Linked DNA regions of Gossypium arboreum: region 1 is linked to region 2. A link is a contact called in public Hi-C data. All regions are on one chromosome and are shown on one strand. The core of a region is the stretch at or near the end of the contact, and the rest is flanking DNA. Distances in the headings are between cores, read along the strand shown. Region 1 holds the start of LOC108473972 (fructokinase-1-like). Region 2 holds the start of LOC108470438 (transcription factor UNE12-like).

Evidence for each region. A called contact is a pair of places that touch in the nucleus more often than the background predicts.
Region 1: a contact with region 2 is called in a Hi-C map of leaf, with 7 times the contacts expected there. The contact joins the promoter of LOC108473972 here to the promoter of LOC108470438 in region 2. A contact is called at or near these places in 2 of 5 Hi-C or Micro-C datasets (both in leaf).

The regions. Positions count from the first base shown.
Region 1 is chr11:15,006,422-15,010,347 of ASM2569848v2, reverse strand. LOC108473972 (fructokinase-1-like) reads left to right here and starts at 1,816. Exons shown (of 6, transcript XM_017775813.2): 1 at 1,816-2,135; 2 at 2,320-3,926. The coding sequence starts at 3,602. LOC128284645 (U1 spliceosomal RNA) reads right to left here and starts at 1,945; the gene lies at 1,785-1,945.
Region 2 is chr11:14,816,165-14,820,688 of ASM2569848v2, reverse strand. It overlaps LOC108470438 (transcription factor UNE12-like), which reads right to left and starts at 2,212. Exons shown (of 7, transcript XM_017771748.2): 1 at 1,554-2,212; 2 at 227-346. The coding sequence starts at 1,904.

The DNA.
Region 1 (3,926 bases), core at 567-3,066, 190 kb before region 2:
AACTAGAGAACAACTTTCAACAGGATAACTAAAGCACCGTTTGTAATAGAAAGATTTGTGCTTTTGTGGGGAACCCTCGACTTGTATTGAAGCGCTCTTAAAATTTGATGCCTATAAATTCACTATGTATCGAGTCTTAATTGAATCAATATTATCGTTCCATTTAGACAAAACAAAAGTATGAAAAAACAAAACTCAAAGAAAGCCACTTTTCATATCCATTGATAGTCAAAACAAAGCTGTAAAGGCTTTATAAATTAATTGATCACAGTTCTCAAAAACAGTTCCAAATATCGGGTTCATGTTGAAAACTCAAATGCGAAATTGTTAAAGTTAGGAATAAATGAGATACATTGAAATTTTGTTAGGCCTATATAAGCTAATCATTCAATAAAAACCCTACTATTTTTATGCACTAAATCTCTTATAGCACGTTTGGTTCACTAAAATGAAATAGGACTATAATAAAATAACCATTCCGTGGGAATGGAACAATGTCATAATTGAATGAGTATTATCATAGTATTTATGCGTTTAGTTGAGAGAAATAGATATATAATAATAATAAAAAAAGCTCAAATGACGAATAGGCCCTTTAATATTTTAATGTATTTTTCACATCAATTTAATATTAAAGAATAATATTTAAATATAAAATATTAAAATATTTTATATTTATATTTTTTGAAATTTTGAAATAATATTTTATATTAAATTATATATTAAAAAGAATTTTTTATTTTCTCCATCTTCTTCATCTTGGTTGGTCTCTTCTTTCTCCCAAATTCATCTTTTATCTTCCTCCCCAAATTTTAACGAAACCTCCAACAATGGCTAACCATAAGAGCTCCTAGTATCCATTCATATGCATGCAATTAACAGGTTCATAATATTGCATGAGCAGGACAGTAACTTTTATGATGCATGACCAATGATTCAATTCTTTAATCTTAAGAAATCATGACATATTTGTGCTGAACCAAAAAATACTGTAGTGGAAGTAAACTGATTATATTCACGCATTAGAATTCATATTGGTCGAATTTAACAACTTGCTGATACAAGAGCAGCAACTGCCGGCGAACTCCCAGCAAGTAAAACCAAGTCTCAAGTAAAGCCCATATAGGCACTTTTAATCGCAATTTCTAGTACTTCTATTCACGGATTGCGTTAAGGCTTTCCTTAAACCGTCGATGATAACAGTTATTAGCACAAATAAAGGAAACTATTGACATTTTTAACCTCAAGTAGCACATTAAATATGCTTCTGATTTAAAAACTCAAAGAAGTGTCGCAGCACTTAAAAGGAAATGGTGCTAACTATGGCCTGATTAATTTGTAAATGACCACGTATAAAACTGAATACAGGAGACAAAATTCTATAAAGCTTTGTGAACAATACAATTTCACAGCCAATAAGCAATTTTTGAGCAAGCAGTGAACATACGCAAAAATAAAAGATGTAGAAGGAATATAATCAGAAGTATATATAATAGAACTATTATACTCCAATCCATGTATTTGGAATATCCAAGTCTAACACTTACTCCATGGGCTCAGCTCTTAACGCTGCCCTTGAAGGACATGCTTAAAATATATAACGAGGATGGATGAGAGGGCTGTCGGTTTAGATGGTGAGAATTTGGGGTTAATTTTTTATTTCACACGGTCAATCATCCATTCAGTAAAGGGACGATCGACCAAACAATTGAAGTACCGTAATCCATTTACATTCTCCCAACCGAACATACTCTAAATAGCAAAATTTTAAATTATTATATTTGGTAGGGACCGCGCGTACGCAGGCCCCCTCTCTCACAAATTATGACGTACACTCTCCCACTTGGGGAGATGTTAAGCTGGCGCCCTCACCAAGTGCAATGTGAGTCGCCAACCTAGGCCATGGGCCTCATTGATCGCCCATACGCCCCGTCCAGGTAAGTGAGTTTAACGTTGGTGCTCACATTCCTTTTATAAGTTCTCCTAGCACTAATCTCCTTATGCAGCACGATGTGGGACAAATAACTTAAAAACATAAATAATAAACCCAACATGTCGGTGAGGAAAGATGGAATTTTTTCTGTGAATGTGTTTCTGAGACTCGGCAACTGCTAGTTAAGACTTCCAACTTGTGGGTGGGTTTCTTCCCTAATGAAGGGCTTCAGGCAGCCCTTTGTTTTAAGATAAAATGCTTTTCTTCTTTATTTGGCTTTTACTGGTTTCTAGTTTCGCTTTAAAGCTTCATTGGTCTTGTTGAGAAATTGAGCATCATTTTTGGGTTAAATCAAAAAATGGTTTCCTTTTTGCCTCTTTTTGCAGAAGCTCGGAGGTGTGCAGTGCTGAGCACTGATTAGCTGAGAATTGACAGTCAAAGATGTGATTACCGTCAGCTTCTGGACGGTGAAGGTACCACTGCAGGTCTATTCTATTCAGATTAATGGGGTAGAAACGCCATTCTCTGGGGATAATGTTAGTTTGAATTCGCAATCTGATGATGATGATGCATACAGACCATCTGTTCCAACCATTATCAACATCCACAAAGACTAATACTTCTCTTCCAATTGTATTTGCATATCAATTGATTATCCATTAGTTGCAACAGGTGTGAAGTAATTAGAAGTCTTATCTAACAGTACTTTTGTGGGTTTCATTGCAGAGTAAAAAGTTATATAGCTTGTTCAGTCATCTGTGATCACCTTAACATAATGTTCAAGTTCATTTCGTATATTTGTAAATTTAGTTTATAATAAGCACATGGATGCATACTTACTCATAATTATGTCTTTGCACAAGCTAATTAAGAAGCATTAACAGCAGAAAATTAGCTGCATGAGTTTTATGCCTACTTGTCTCACTCTCCACCTAGCACTTATTTTGGAGATTGAGTTCATCTTCATGAAACTTTCTTTTCCTAGTGCTTTTTAATCTTTTAACGTTGTCTGGCAAGCGCTGTGTTGAATTTGCAGTTAATGCTACATTACTTGCATTCTCTATGACCTATATTTGTCTCTGCATCAGACACAAGCATGAATATGATACTTGTTATACTAAGATATTATCAGTGTCCGCTGTCAATTTAGTACAATATGGTAATAGAGATGAGTTTGGTTGGGTTGGGTTTAGTTGAGTTTTTCGAATGATACAGTTTCACTTCTTGATTTTTTATATTTAGGAATTTCGAATATATTTTATGACTTTTGGATGTTATATAAGATAATCAATAATACTTGTATAATATATTCTTTTGTTTTCATAAACCAGTTTTGATTAGTGTTATGCGAACTTTGACAATCACACCCTTGTAATTTATTGATTTGAATCCATGGGTTTGAAAATTTGACATCCATCATTTCCAACCTATTGAACCAAATTTATGAAAAATGAAATTTCATTCCATTCAACCATTCTCTACTCAATCGTCAACTTGAAATATGCTTAAAAGACTCGCAACGTCTACTTTGCCAGAAAAAACGAGTCAATCCTCCTTACTTTCCCTTTAAATTAACTTCAACTATCCCGACTTTCACTCATTTCTATTACTGCTCTCAATTTTCCCCTTACTCTTCTTTGACTCGTTGTTTACTATTGATTCAGCTGAATGCATCACCAATCCATAGCCTTTAAACCCCTCCAATCCCCTTTCCCGCCCCGCCTTCACCCTCCTAACGCTATCCCTTCTCGCCGCCTGTTTCCCCTCCATCTAAACACCACCGCTTATTCTCCCTGCTCTGCCTCTAGCTGCCGGAGTTTCCATATCCCTCTTCCCACTCACCCTCCTCGCTCCCTCCCCTCCTCCAACTCCACCAAAAACGCCGCCCTCAAAACCGTCGATGTCGCCACTCTCGGCAATCTCTGTGTTGATATTGTTCTCAATGTTCCCAAATTACCCCCGTCTTCTAAAGGCGCTCGCAAAGCCATCATGG
Region 2 (4,524 bases), core at 963-3,462:
GGTATTTAAAAATACAAATTCATTTAAACACCTTATCTGACCAAATAACTCACTATTTAAAACACACAATATAGCAATTGTTGCTTTTGAATATTTTCTCAGATAAGGAACTAACTTAGTCATGTCTTTTGTTTCAAGGACAGAAACATTCAGCTGAATTACCGCCCTGTAATATATTATGTCAGTCCCATGTTTACTGTGATTATTTATAAACACTCAAGCTTACCCGCTCAGCAATGCTATGTGGATCTGTGGCCTGTCCTCGTCTAGCCCTCACCCTCGGACGCATTGGTGGTGGATGTGGTCCAGCAGCAACAGTAGCTGGCACTGGTTGTCCATGGAAAACCTGGAAAGTTATACAAGTCGTATCACCAATTATAGAATTTATAGAAGAAGGTACAACTAACATCAACACCATCTCTCCTCTCGTCAAGGTAAGAAAAAAAAAAGGGTAAATGAAGAAATATCATTAAAGCAGATAATCGATTGAGGAGACAACAATCTTATTGTTATTTAAAAATAAATATCTGGATTCTAAGCATGCAGCTGTGGAAAAATGAACAAAAATCTTGACGGATAGCTCCCTATGATAAAATGTCTTGACCGTGACTAATACTTTCAATCTATTTTAATAAGAAAAAGGAATCTCAGATCCCTCTTTCTTCTGTAATAATTTTAACTTCTCCACATTTTCCAACATAACAAGACTGTTCCGAAATTTGACAACTTCCACAGGTAACTGAACTCTTATTAGATGTTGACATATTTTGGCAACTAGGGACATGAAACCTACCAAAGGAAAATATTCCAAATTCAATTGAAAAAGTATAATTTTAATACAAATTAAGGAAGCAACGACAGTCTACCAGTCACTTATACGGCCTTTGGTGCAACACAAAGGAGAGATATTACAAAATTTTCTGTCCCTAGCTTGAAAGTTTCAAGTTTCAACCATGTGTTCTCTACTCCTAGAAAAGTAAAACTTCCTTTTTACTCTTGTTTATTTGCTTGTGCAGGTTTGCCGCTAACCAGCAGTTGATTCAGACTCATGCTTGATTGAATAATTGAATAATGATCAACTGCCAATTAGATTATGTCTCTTAAAAAGTCCTAGAAGAACCTTCATGTATCCTTTCCTTTGTCAATTACCGAAACATGGCATCTCACAACAGTAACTCCCAACCCACCCTGCTCCAAATATTTGTCATTCTTTCTCTTGTCTTCTCTGCTATTAGACACAAACACACATGACATAACAACATGATAATAATAAAATCAAACAGACAAATTCGCTGTCACCCACAGTCGACAATAAAAAGAAAAAATAATAATGTAACAAGGACAATAAAACATGCTTTAGTTAGTGGGAAAAAGAGAAATAAAGAAATTTATCAAATATTAGCTTAGCTCCTTACTTAAGTTTCTAAAACGAATTTACTATTTAAAATCAGTATTTTTATCCTTTTAGGGAACCAAACAAACACAATGACACAAGGGCAAATTATTAAATGAAAAATACAAAGAATTCATAGATTACTATTTTTTTTTCTTACGTTTTTAACAGAAAAAGCTCTGCCATCAACAACCTCGTCGCGGAAGCGCTTGCTGCTACCGGATGCTTCCTCGGGCTTCAAAAACCCACCTTTTCCTTGCTCCAAGCTCAATCCCAATGGAAAAACCTGTCCGTGAAACGCACCGCCTCCACCGCCGCCTATTGCGCCGATGTGTCCGGTGCCACCGCCGGAGCTAAGCTGCAGATGCATTGGCGCTCCAGCCGTCGTGGCGTTTCCAGACAATCTACCGTCGGGCCCCGCTAAGCCAGTCTCAGTAGGCGCGAAGTGGGGGAGTCCGAGGATTTGTTCGAGGAAATCATCAGCGGGGGACTCGTTGGGGTTATTAGCCATGGATTGAAGTGAGTCGAAGTGGCGAGTTAAGGCTACCAAAGAGCATCTACATGCAAAAAGGAAATGGCTAAAGAGAATCGAACCAAACAAAAAAAGATAAACTTTTCTTTTAGGGAAAAAAAAGAAGAAGTCTTTTTCTTTTCCTTTCGTTTGATCTTTCTCTGTCCCTGAGGAGACTAAGAAAGGGAAAGTTCAGAGTTTTAGCTTAGCTTGAACTTTCCTTTTTCTGAAAGAGAAACGGAAAGTGGGAGAGAGAAAAACAGAGGAATGAAAAAGAGTGTTGGGTTTTTTGTTCTAGCATTTCGTAATCATGCACCCGCCCTCACATGATATTATTTTCAATAAAATCTAAAATATTCATCTTTATTTTAATGAGGTGCCATATCATCATTTGACTTATCATTGTGACAAATGTGATGCTTTTTTTTTTTTTGTAAAAAAGGGAAAAAAGAAAAATTAAAGTAAAAAAATTTACGCTGATTAACAAAATGGGGTTGCCAATAAGTCCCAAGCTTGACAAGGTTTTATGAATTTATTTAGTCTAACTTTGTATTTTTTTTTTTTGGCGGGGGGTTGGTAATTATGACAATAGCAATAGTAAGATATAATTGTAAATGTAATACCCCTATCTGTATTTATTGTCGAAATAGGGTACGAGATATTACTAGAGTTTACAAGTTAATTTTTTTTTTCAATATAACCCATTTTATAAATATCTAACCTTCCCTGAAATTTTAAACTAAAAATAATCCACATCAACCAATTCAATTCAACATATTTTCAATATAGGTTAACGCATATATATTCACGCATATTTATAAGATAACATCATCGCATACCAAAACCAAGATTTGTTAGCCATACAATTGGCTGACCTTACATTCATTTCGCAGAATCATTTACTTTATTAGCTTATATATGCCATTGATTTCCAAAATAAAGTTTTTTTATATACCGAAATCCTGAGGTTGATAGTGTGATGTGTCTTCGACCAAATCCGACCTCCGAGCTCTTAATACTACAAAACAGGAGAAAGGAAACAGGGTAAGCACTTTGTGCTTAGTAAGCTCATGTAACAAGAATTATACTTACCTAATATTTTCAATACAATACAATAAGCATTCATATATCCATTCAATGCATTATTACCCTAACATGCACAAACTCAACATTCAAGTTAGTACAATAATTTCCATGTACCAATAATATATACTATGATTGATGAGCTCATCAATACCATGATTTCCATTTCCTTATATTTTTTTTTCATATTTATCCCGTTGAATTTCTTGGAATTTTCGATGGATTTTCAGAGGTACACTTTTAGTGTACATTTTCGGGTCTGTCAATTCATATTCATGTATGCACATTTCCATTTCAGAGAGCACACTCATGAACCTCATCCTTACATGGGATTACCGGTCAGGCTAAATCCTCAGAATATAAACTCATAGAGTATTGTTGGGATTACTAGTCCAGGCTAAATCCCCTGCAACGACAATTACTCTAATGAGCGTGGATCTAAATTACCAGTCCAGGCTAAATTCAGACCCTAATTCGGATTACCCGTCCGGGCTAAATCCATTTTTCACATATTCTTCAGGAGGGTTATATCAGGATAGGATCACCCGTCCGGGCTAGATCCTTTTTATAGTCAATTTCTTTTCAGAGATCCATCGAAATTTCTTTTCATTCAACCGAGATTTCTTCCCATTTTTTATCAAATATATCAATGTTTCATAAATTTTCATACAATGAACTTTCAAATCATATTCACATCAATAACATACATTTCAAGCATTTAAGAATATAATTCAAGTTACATGAACTTACCTTGATACTTGTTCGTGTACAAAAATCTACTAATCTTGAACTTTTTCCTTTTCTCGATCTAGCTTCGTATTTGAATCTTCTGGATCTAAATAAATAAATTTAATTATCAATTTAATACATTTCATGTTCATATGCAATAATTTCTATAATTTCATTATTATTATTTATAGTTTATTCAAAGCTGTCTATTTGAGTCATAGTCACTAAATCATTTATAACTTGAGCTACGGAACTCCAAACTAAGATCTGTTAATTTTCCCTGAAATTAGACTCATATATCTTCTTACCATAAAATTTACAGAATTTTTGGTTTAGCCAATAAGTACAGTTTATTTTTTTAAAATCACCCCTATTCTGCTGTCTGACAGTTCTGATCCTTCTTCACTAAAAATTAATTATCTCTTCATACAGAACTCAGATAATGTTCCCGTTTATTTTTCTTGAAAATAGACTCATTTAGGATTCTATACATATAAATTTAAGTCCCTAATTATTTTTATTAAATTTTTTATGATTTTTCAAAGTCAGAATAGGGGAACTCGAATTCATTCTGACCTTGTCTCACAAAATTCATTATATCTCATGATTTACAGATCCATTGCTTACACCGTTTCTCTATGAGAAACTAGACTCAATAAGCTTTAATTTCATATTTTTTTCATCTTCTAATTTGATTCCTAAAATTTATGGTGATTTTTCAAAGTTAGTCTACTGCTGCTGTCTAATATTGTTTTAGTGCAAGCTGTTTATTACCATTTTTCCCTTAAGCTTTTAATAAATAACAATT